Linked DNA regions of Zea mays: all the other regions are linked to region 3. Evidence: chromatin contacts called from public Hi-C data. All regions are on one chromosome and are shown on one strand. The core of a region is the stretch at or near the end of the contact, and the rest is flanking DNA. Distances in the headings are between cores, read along the strand shown. Region 1 holds the start of LOC103655106 (heparan-alpha-glucosaminide N-acetyltransferase). Region 2 holds the start of LOC100383172 (F-box/kelch-repeat protein SKIP20). Region 3 holds the start of LOC100277723.

The links. A called contact is a pair of places that touch in the nucleus more often than the background predicts.
Region 1: a contact with region 3 is called in a Hi-C map of ear, with 6 times the contacts expected there. The contact joins the promoter of LOC103655106 here to the promoter of LOC100277723 in region 3. A contact is called at or near these places in 12 of 25 Hi-C or Micro-C datasets (bundle sheath, ear, endosperm and 4 more) and 1 of 3 datasets of contacts at active chromatin or transcription factors (leaf).
Region 2: a Hi-C map of leaf shows a contact between it and region 3, with 5 times the contacts expected there. The contact joins the promoter of LOC100383172 here to the promoter of LOC100277723 in region 3. A contact is called at or near these places in 10 of 25 Hi-C or Micro-C datasets (bundle sheath, ear, endosperm and 2 more) and 1 of 3 datasets of contacts at active chromatin or transcription factors (leaf).

Annotation. Positions count from the first base shown.
Region 1 is chr4:12,733,693-12,736,799 of Zm-B73-REFERENCE-NAM-5.0, forward strand. It overlaps LOC103655106 (heparan-alpha-glucosaminide N-acetyltransferase), which reads right to left and starts at 1,854. Exons shown (of 13, transcript XM_008681913.3): 1 at 1,636-1,854; 2 at 1,138-1,275; 3 at 847-928; 4 at 646-722; 5 at 416-531; 6 at 165-282; 7 at 1-81. The coding sequence starts at 1,854.
Region 2 is chr4:12,767,097-12,769,825 of Zm-B73-REFERENCE-NAM-5.0, forward strand. LOC100383172 (F-box/kelch-repeat protein SKIP20) reads right to left here and starts at 1,357. Exons shown (of 1, transcript NM_001175837.2): 1 at 1-1,357. The coding sequence starts at 1,252. The coding sequence ends at 134.
Region 3 is chr4:12,916,004-12,918,865 of Zm-B73-REFERENCE-NAM-5.0, forward strand. It overlaps LOC100277723, which reads left to right and starts at 1,566. Exons shown (of 9, transcript NM_001151218.2): 1 at 1,566-1,898; 2 at 2,568-2,747; 3 at 2,838-2,862. The coding sequence starts at 1,691.

The sequences.
Region 1 (3,107 bases), core at 604-3,103, 180 kb before region 3:
ATTGATCCCCCAGACCTGCCTGTCAACATAGCCAACCGCGTTGCAGGCTTGCTCCAGGCTGGCCCTCACGCCGCATTTCACCTGCACGAAAACAGGCAGAAACTGAATGAAATACGACACATTCCAGTGGTGATTGGTATGGCGCCCAGGAAAGTCGCGAGCACCGTGAACTGTTTCCCGTCGTTGACGTCGCCTTCGTTGTGGTAGACAAAGCTCCAGTCCGGGACATAGAGTGAGAATGTTGTGACCATGTATACCACAAATGCAACAAGGCCACCTAGCCTGTCCTTTCCAGAAAGCGTTAGTCAGTCATGCCTGCTATTCAGTTTCAGAATCGACAAAAATGAAACGGAATGGTATTTATGTGCAGTTGCAGTGTTATTCATCTGTGTCAGGAAGAATGAGAGCTGCGTACCATTGCCACCGATACGCATCGAAAATGGCGTATGGACCGGACCGCACCGTGGTAGGCCGTACCTTGACGGTGAGCGCCTCTATCAGAGCAACAAAGAAGTATACCAAAGCAATTCTCTGATGATGATTCCAATTTCCAGTGAAGAACAGACAAGAAATCCAAGTTATTGCCATGATCTATGTGAAGCAGGTAGCAGAAGAGAGAATTAGTAGCTGGTGATGGAACCGGACCTGTAGGATGCCACACCATCTGATCTTCTTCATGTCCACGCCATAAGCGAGGTCATCCGGAGCATGAGAATACCCACCTTCGCCGTACATACCAAGATATATACCATCAAATACGGTAGTGACAAAGGTCATTTCAGCTAGATGATCAGTGAACAGAAGCACTGACAGAACCATAGCAACGGAAAAAAAAAACAAACTTACCTTGGAGAAGCACACCCCAGAAGAGCATTTTTAGTGTCCTGGTGGTAATCTTCTTCACGGCGGCGCCGATGTTGGGAACTCTCTGCAACCATATATGTCCATGTGAGCATGTGGTGATCAGCTCTCTGCTAGTAGGAAACATTGCACTTGCGAAACAGCAAGGGGTATTCACGCCTGCTACTTTCCTCTGGCAATGTACTACATCATATCTGTGACCAATGATCGATTGCTGTGCTACAAACCTCTACATTTATGGAAGTATGGATCGATTGAAGAGTGTGTTATTATCACCTTCAACGCGAAGGCGATGGCAACGCCAACTATGAAGAGGAAGAAGGGCATGACGAAGTCCGCCAGGGTGCAGCCGTTCCATGGCGAGTGGTCCATCCGCTCGTAAGCCCCACCAGCATCGTCCACTAGTATCATAAGCTGCAAAGCATGCAAGGAAATTAAATAAAATTCAACGGTTCATATATATATATATATATATATATATATATATATATATATATATATATATATATATATATATATATATATATATATATATATATATATATATATATATATATATATATATGCTCCCAAAGTCCGATCCCCCAGCTTATGCTCACAGAAGAACTTCACTTCCTTAAACCGTTTCTAAGGTCGTGGAGGAGGAAGGAGTTTGTCAGCTAGAAACTAATAGTGCATATATATGCCAGGAAACAAAATCGAACTTTTTTCGGAATAAATAAAAACAAAAGAAAAGTAGATTTGTGTACTGTGTATATATATGTGTGTACGTACCACAATGGTTAGCCCTCTGAAGGCATCGAGGGCCGCCACTCTCCTGCTGCTCTTCTTCTTCGTCTGCACGTCCTCAACCACAGCCACTCTCTCCTTCTCGATGTCGTCCTCGCCCTTGCCATCACCGTGCTGGACGACATGGCCAACGTCAATGGCGTGCTGCTCGGCTGGACCTTTTCCCCCGTCCGATGCTGCTATCTCCTGCCCCTCCTTCTCCATATCCACCGACCACCGTCTAGCTTAATTTTCTTAGACTCTAGCTACTGATGACTACAAAATGAGCCATGTTATGTATGTTCCAAGTGTGTCACATTCGTATATATATACATACGGCTATCTAGCTAGCTACAATAATTGTAGCTAGATGTCTCTTGTAAGTCCACAAGGTGCTGTTTTTTTTTTTTTTGATATAACTAGTTCAGCTGCTAGCTAGATTAGTCTGGCATTAGCGTAGGGTTGCCGTCCTGTAGTAGGTGAGGTAAAAAATGTTTTCCACACGGGAGTTCGTCACTACCCATGTTTCGTTTCTTATTGGAGTGCCTTCGTGTCCTCTGTTATTTCCAAGTGTCGAAACCTTGCAGATTCCACCGTGTGTAAAAAGCCTTCGCGCATGCATGAGGAACATAGCTGTCGAGGGTATAGGAACATATATATATGAGCAAATTAAAGATTCTTACTCGGAAGCCAAGATTCAGATTTACAGGTCTAACAGGGTGTCTGTCGTCTAGGCCGGCAAACATGCGCTCTCTCTATTTTTTTAAGGCGTTCTTATATATGTTGAAAATAATACGATAGAGCGGCACGCCGTCTTGGTATTGGAAAATCAGTCCGTGTGGAAGACGACGGCCATCGCCGGCTGCGTTTGGACGCCGCTACACATCTTTGTCGTTGTCCTGGAGCGTGCAGCTGAGGATGTTGCTCCATCTGGAATGGAAACGAGTGAGCCCAAACAAAACTAATACTAGTCATGTGCCATACTATAGTGCGATCAGGGACGTCAGAACTATCATCTTATCTTTGCAGTTTGACGATATGAAAATCCATCATGCTTTTACGTTCGACGGTTGAGCATGAAGACTACTCCCTCTCTATCATAAATAAAGTATCCATCAAGTAATCCTAACCTAGAAGAAGAAAAAATATCAACATCTAAATTCGAAGAAGATTGGACCTTTTTTTTGTGAAACTTTGCTGAAGTCGAAAAGCCCATGATGCTAACAGGCTGTCCTGGCCGAAACGGATCTCCCTGCGTGGCTGGGCTTGGCCCTGCTGCTCTCACGCGCACGCTGCTGCCCGGGCTCCCCGGCGGCCTGGGCCACCTGGCCATTCCAAACACTTACCCGTATAGTCAGTCAGTTGCTGTGTGTTACTATAATTTAGTAGGAACGTGTCCGTGCGATGCCACGGAACACAAATTGTGACTCTTCACGGTACAGAGATTTGTTTGTTTTGGTTAAAAAAATATTTAATCT
Region 2 (2,729 bases), core at 107-2,606, 150 kb before region 3:
TGTTCATCAGATCCAGCAATGGCGCACGGACATACAGCAGGTACTACCGTACTAGCACTAGCACTAGCAGTAGCCTTTACGTCTCTTGATCGATCGCGGAGGGACGGACAGGACGAAGAAGATCTAGGTTTTCTCAGATCCGGACGGACGCAACGGAGAACACGAAGCCGGCGAACTCCGGCGGCGGGGGCACCACGGTCCAGCTCTTGCTCGTCACATCGAACACCCAGAGGGCGTGCCGGCCGCCGCAGCCGCCCACACCGTCGAGCGCGCCGGTGACGACCACCTTCTCGCCGCCGCCGACGCAGACGGCGCGCGCCGTGCCGGCCTTGAGCCCCGGCGGGTAGGGCCCCACCTCGCGCCACCCGCGGCGGGTGCCCATCCACTCCATGACGGCGTTGCCCTCGATGCACCAGACGCGGCCGCGGACGACGACGTGCGCGGCGGAGGGCGGCGCGCGCACGCGCTCCAGCCTGCGCCAGGCCCGCGCCGCCGGGTCGAACCACTCGGCGTCGCGCTCGAACCCGCCCTGCCGCGCCGTGCGGTACCCGCTGACGGCCAGGAACCGGTCGCCGGCCACGGTGGCCATGCCGTCGCACTCGTCGCGCTCCTCCGACATGTCCGGGAGCGGGTCCCAGGCGTCGGCCTCCGCGTCGTAGGCCTCGGCCGTCTTGAGCGCGTTCTTGTGCTTGTCGTGGCCCCCCGCCACGTAGATCCTGCCGCCGGCCTCGGCGCACGCGAAGAAGGAGCGCGCCGACCGCATGGGCGCGCCGCGCCGCCACCGCCCCGTCGCCGCGTCCAGCACGTGCACGTCCGCCACGGGCTCGAAGGTCAGCGGGTCCCAGCCGCCCAGCACGGCCAGCCGGGTCCCCACCGCCGCGCACTGCGCGAACACCGGCACCACGGGCGGCGCGCCAAGCTCCCGCCGCCACTCGCCCGTCGTCACGTTGTACACCGCCACGCCGTACGCCGGGGCGTTGCCCGGCCCCTCGTCGCCGTCCTTGGGCCCGTCGTCGGCGGACGGGTTCCCGAACTGCATCAGGTACACCAGGTCCTCGTTGGCGCCCGCCGCGGCGCGCGCCGACGCGAAGGCCGGCGCCGCGGCGGCGCTACGCCAGCCGCGGCAGACCCGGCGCATCGCGCGGTGGGAGGCGTGCGGGACGCGGGCCAGGCAGTCCACGGCGACGTCGTCGGGGATGCCGGGAATCAGATCCACGTGCTCCAGGCCGCCTCCACCCCTTGGGCTCCGCATCTTGCCTTTTCCTTTGGCTTGCGTGCGAGCTGATCTAATCTCCTGTTCTCCTCTCTCCACTAGTTCTACTTCTCTTCACTTGAGATGTGGGGAATGGGATGTGCGGCCTCGCAGACAGGCGAGTGGGCGATTAAATAGAGGGGTGTGCGTGCTACGTGGGACTCGGTTATTGGACCGAACGCACAGCGAAGCCGATATAAAAACCTGCAAATAATTAAAAGTTTGCATCTTTATGCTTTACTACCGGTCCTAGTGGCCTCCTCAGAGAAGCAGGGAAAAAAAGGCAAATACTTAAAAGTTTGCAACCTACAGATGGGACTGAGATGTTTTTTCTAAATGTCTGTGGATCTAGAAGAATGGCCTGATCTTTTTGGCGGTGTACAGCGTGTAGATGAGCACGAGGAGGATGGAGCTGTAAAAAAACAAAGAGTGAAATGCATCTACTTATATTATCTCGAGCATATCTCATGTATTATTCCTATTTTAAGCTACACTGTACAAACAGTGTCAATATCAGCTACAATTCATGTCCCTATTTTACACTATGCTATGTCCCCTCGAACTTATAAAACAAAAAAAAATTGATATTATAGTTTGGATGGACAGGTCAAGTTACCGTACTCGTTTTTCTAGTTTTAAATTTGAAGACCTAAATGATACATGATGCTAAGTTCGAGGATATAATGCATTTTACTATGTAAAAAAACTTACCATGGTGCTTACGTTTGCGAGCAAATGGACGACGCAGGCTGCAAATTAAGGGTGCCACTGACCTGTGTAGAACAAGTGGGCCGCTGCCGCTAATAAACCAAAACCACGGGCGTCGTCCAATTGTTAACGGCCAAAAGGGAGAATTTTTCTTCTGTGCCGTGATCGCCCCCGCCCGTGACAAGGTCTCCGCCTCTCCGGAATCCGGATGGGTTAGCAACGTAGCAGAGATAATACTCTAATTACTGAACATTTTTTTTACATTGCATTTTGACTCTCGCGGCAATCGGAGTTTAGACTTTTCTCCTGCGTCTGCGTCTGAGTTTCTCAGATTTGCTTGTGACGCAGGGATATTTTGGATGCCCGGCAACGTCGTTTGTGTCTGCACCGACCGTGCGCGTGTGTGCTTATGTTTGCATTACATTTTTTTAAAGATCGACATGTGAATAACATGGACAGCAGCATGAAATGGAACAGCCGGTCCATGAACCAGGCTTCGATCCAGGAAATATCATACTATGCGGAGTTCGGAAGGCATGAATTCTTCAGGAATCTATTTAAGACAGTTCTATTAAAGTAAATCTATATGTATATGAGATTTGTCGTCGAACGGTTAGCTCCGCTCCTAGTGATTATCACTACTGCCGAGTCAAACGATAAAAATCTAAACTGCTTCATGGTAGAAGTGAAGTGAATCTAGTCTCTACTAAAAGGAAAATAGACCTAATCATTTTCTATAATCGATTTTAATAGTTGACGTCCATCACAA
Region 3 (2,862 bases), core at 316-2,815:
CTAGAAGAAACAAAGTCTGTGTTGAACACCAAAGTTTGATAATCCCTAAAAAGGGACAAAGACCAATATAGACCGAGAGGAATAAAATGAGGTACCAAAGGACTTAAAGTTCATCGAATAAGCACATGTGCATTCCATGAATTTTACTCATGGTATATTCCACTAGATGGGGAATTACGATATCCTCTAAAGCTCTGATGGCAGAATCCTAAATTGTTTAGGTGTCACTGACAAAATATCCCCATTGTGTTGGAATGACAGACTATAATTATGCATTTGATTGATGAGAATCCATGATGGATTACTATCATTGATGGACTTTTGTTACACCATCATAGAAGTTGCAACGAATGAATGCCTGTAGCGATGAGTCATATTTAGAATATGTACTATTGCCACTATAATATCCCCTAAGTCCTATAAAAGGACAAGTTATTTGCTTTGCACAACCATGCATACATTGTGGTGCATGATAGAATGAAAAGTGTAGCGCCCCAACCTCGTCCATCCTCATTATTCCAGATGAACAATGAGACATATATCTTGAAGAGTATGTTTGAGTTATGAGGGATAATGACTTTGACAAATGTTATCGTCAGGGGGAGTGAATGTTTATATTGATCACAATTGTGAGACACTGAATGTCATATTGTATGCCCTGAAAGCGTCAACTTGACGATAAATATGTGAACCCTCATGAAAGTTTCTATCATATAGATTCAGTCGATCGAAGACCACCGGTCAAAGTGGCTTATTTATGTTGATATGTGCACTTACCTCGTGTATCCTAGAAGTGAGTTGAGGTGACGTTTCTGAGATAATCCTTGCGACAATATGCAATCCATTTGCTAAATCTCTATGTGCATATACTTACAGAAGAAAATGTTTTGCCATATCGAGACAATTTTGCAAGGATTAGGGAAGCACATTTCTAAAGTTAGCTCTTGTAGAAGATTCGATAGAATCCAGATCTAGAAGATCGAAATCTATCCCGATGACAGTTGTTGTACTCTTTTTTCCTTGGTGAGTTTTCCTAAAGTTTCTCACATGAATTTCTTTAACGAGGCCACAAAGTGCATATATAATATGCATTGCCATGCGTTCTTTCTCCATATTTTTTACTGGGTTTTTGGAAGTTTTAACGAGGCATGTCTTTATCACGGTATTCACCGAGGGAGAGCATTAAGAAACCCTAATTAGGGTGATATGGGTAAATACCGAATTACCTCTGAGGACTTGTTCGGTTTAAGTTGGTTTGAGATGGATTGGAGAGGATTTAATCCTCTCCTATTCAAATTTGTAAAGAAGAGAATTTAATCTCATCTAATCCTTTCTAATCAATCCCTAACCGAAGAAGCCTCGGGGTCTCCTGTACACCAATCCCGATCGGGGCGTTGTGTCCTTAAGCGACAGAACGGGCGAGCGCGGCTAGAAGTGGGCCGTAGGAAGAGACCATACGAGGAGGAGCATTTGATGGTTGGACTGAATTCGTGCAGGTCTGCTGGCTCAACTCGGCTTTTGAAAGGTCCGCAGCCCGCAAGAAAACCAAAAGGTCCATTTCCTTCCTCCTACCTCAGCTCAGACGCTTCGCGACGGCCCTGCTGCTCCGCTCTGCGTTCCCCGTTCCTTTCCTCGTGTGCTCTCCTTTCCTCGTGTGCGGCACGCCAAGGCAGCAAGCGATCCTTCCAGAATGCTCCTCCGCGTCGGCCGCCGGGCCGCGCTCCTCCTAGCCGCAACCGCCGCCTTCTCGCGCCTCCGCGATCCCGACACAGCCGTCTACGTTTCGGCCTCCCCGCCGCAGCCGCCACGCCAGGCCTTTTCCTCCTCCGCCGCCGCCGAGGGCCTCCGCTCCGGCACCTGCCTCTTCTCCCCGTATCTGCTCCCATATCCGTTCCAAGGTCCGTTTTCGCCACCCCCTCCCTCGCCTATCTACATCGGTACACCCTAGACCATCGGATAGACTGTCTTTTTGCTGCGTGGCGGAGTCGGGAGTGGTTGCCTGTCCAACTGTCCAAGGTGGTTTGGGTTCGAGGTTTTTGGAATGCCACTCGATTGGGCTTGCGTTTGCTCTCTGCTAGACATCCATCTGACTATCTGCGTACGGCGTTATGCGCATTGGCGGGTCTCGTTACTTCAATTCAGTAGAGGGACCTGTGGTTGGACTCAAGTTTTCAGCCGTACTTTGAACTACTATAGTCAATGGACCAATGTATGTCGAGACGAACACAAGTTGTAATGTGCAAAGGCATGCCATAAAAAGTTGCAGGTGTTGGATCATCCAGATAGGTGGCTGTTTTTAAATATCATAGCATCAGCCTGCTTGCAAGGTCTTTGTTTGAGTCCGGGGAATAATCCTTTTTCACAATATGATAAACTTTGATTTTTACCTATGTGCATCATAGTTACAGTTGACAGATTAGCACCTTCAAGGTGTCCTTAGTAACTCTGATGAGACTGATGCATTTTTGTTTTACCTGAATCTGCAGTTGCCTTGTTTGTTGTTATCTTCGCCTGGGTAAGATAGAGCTCTGTATCAAAGATCTTACTGTGTCCAAATGTGTTTGTAGGGTTCCCAGTACTGAATACCTTCACGTCTGCATCGGTTTCACCTGCTAACAATGGCGACCAAGGTTCTGACGGAAGCTCTGGTGATCCAAGATGCTGCCCAGCGTGTCTAGGCAGGAATTCGATTGCCAAGGCGGCATCTGCAGTTGGTCCTGCTGTTGTAAACATTTCTTCTATGCATGGTGAGAACATATCCGTCTATTTGAAAACTGTCAAATTCCTCACCAGTGTTGTGGCTATGTGCAGTGAACTTCTCGAATTACCTTTTGTAGATATGCATGGATGGGTAAACGAGCA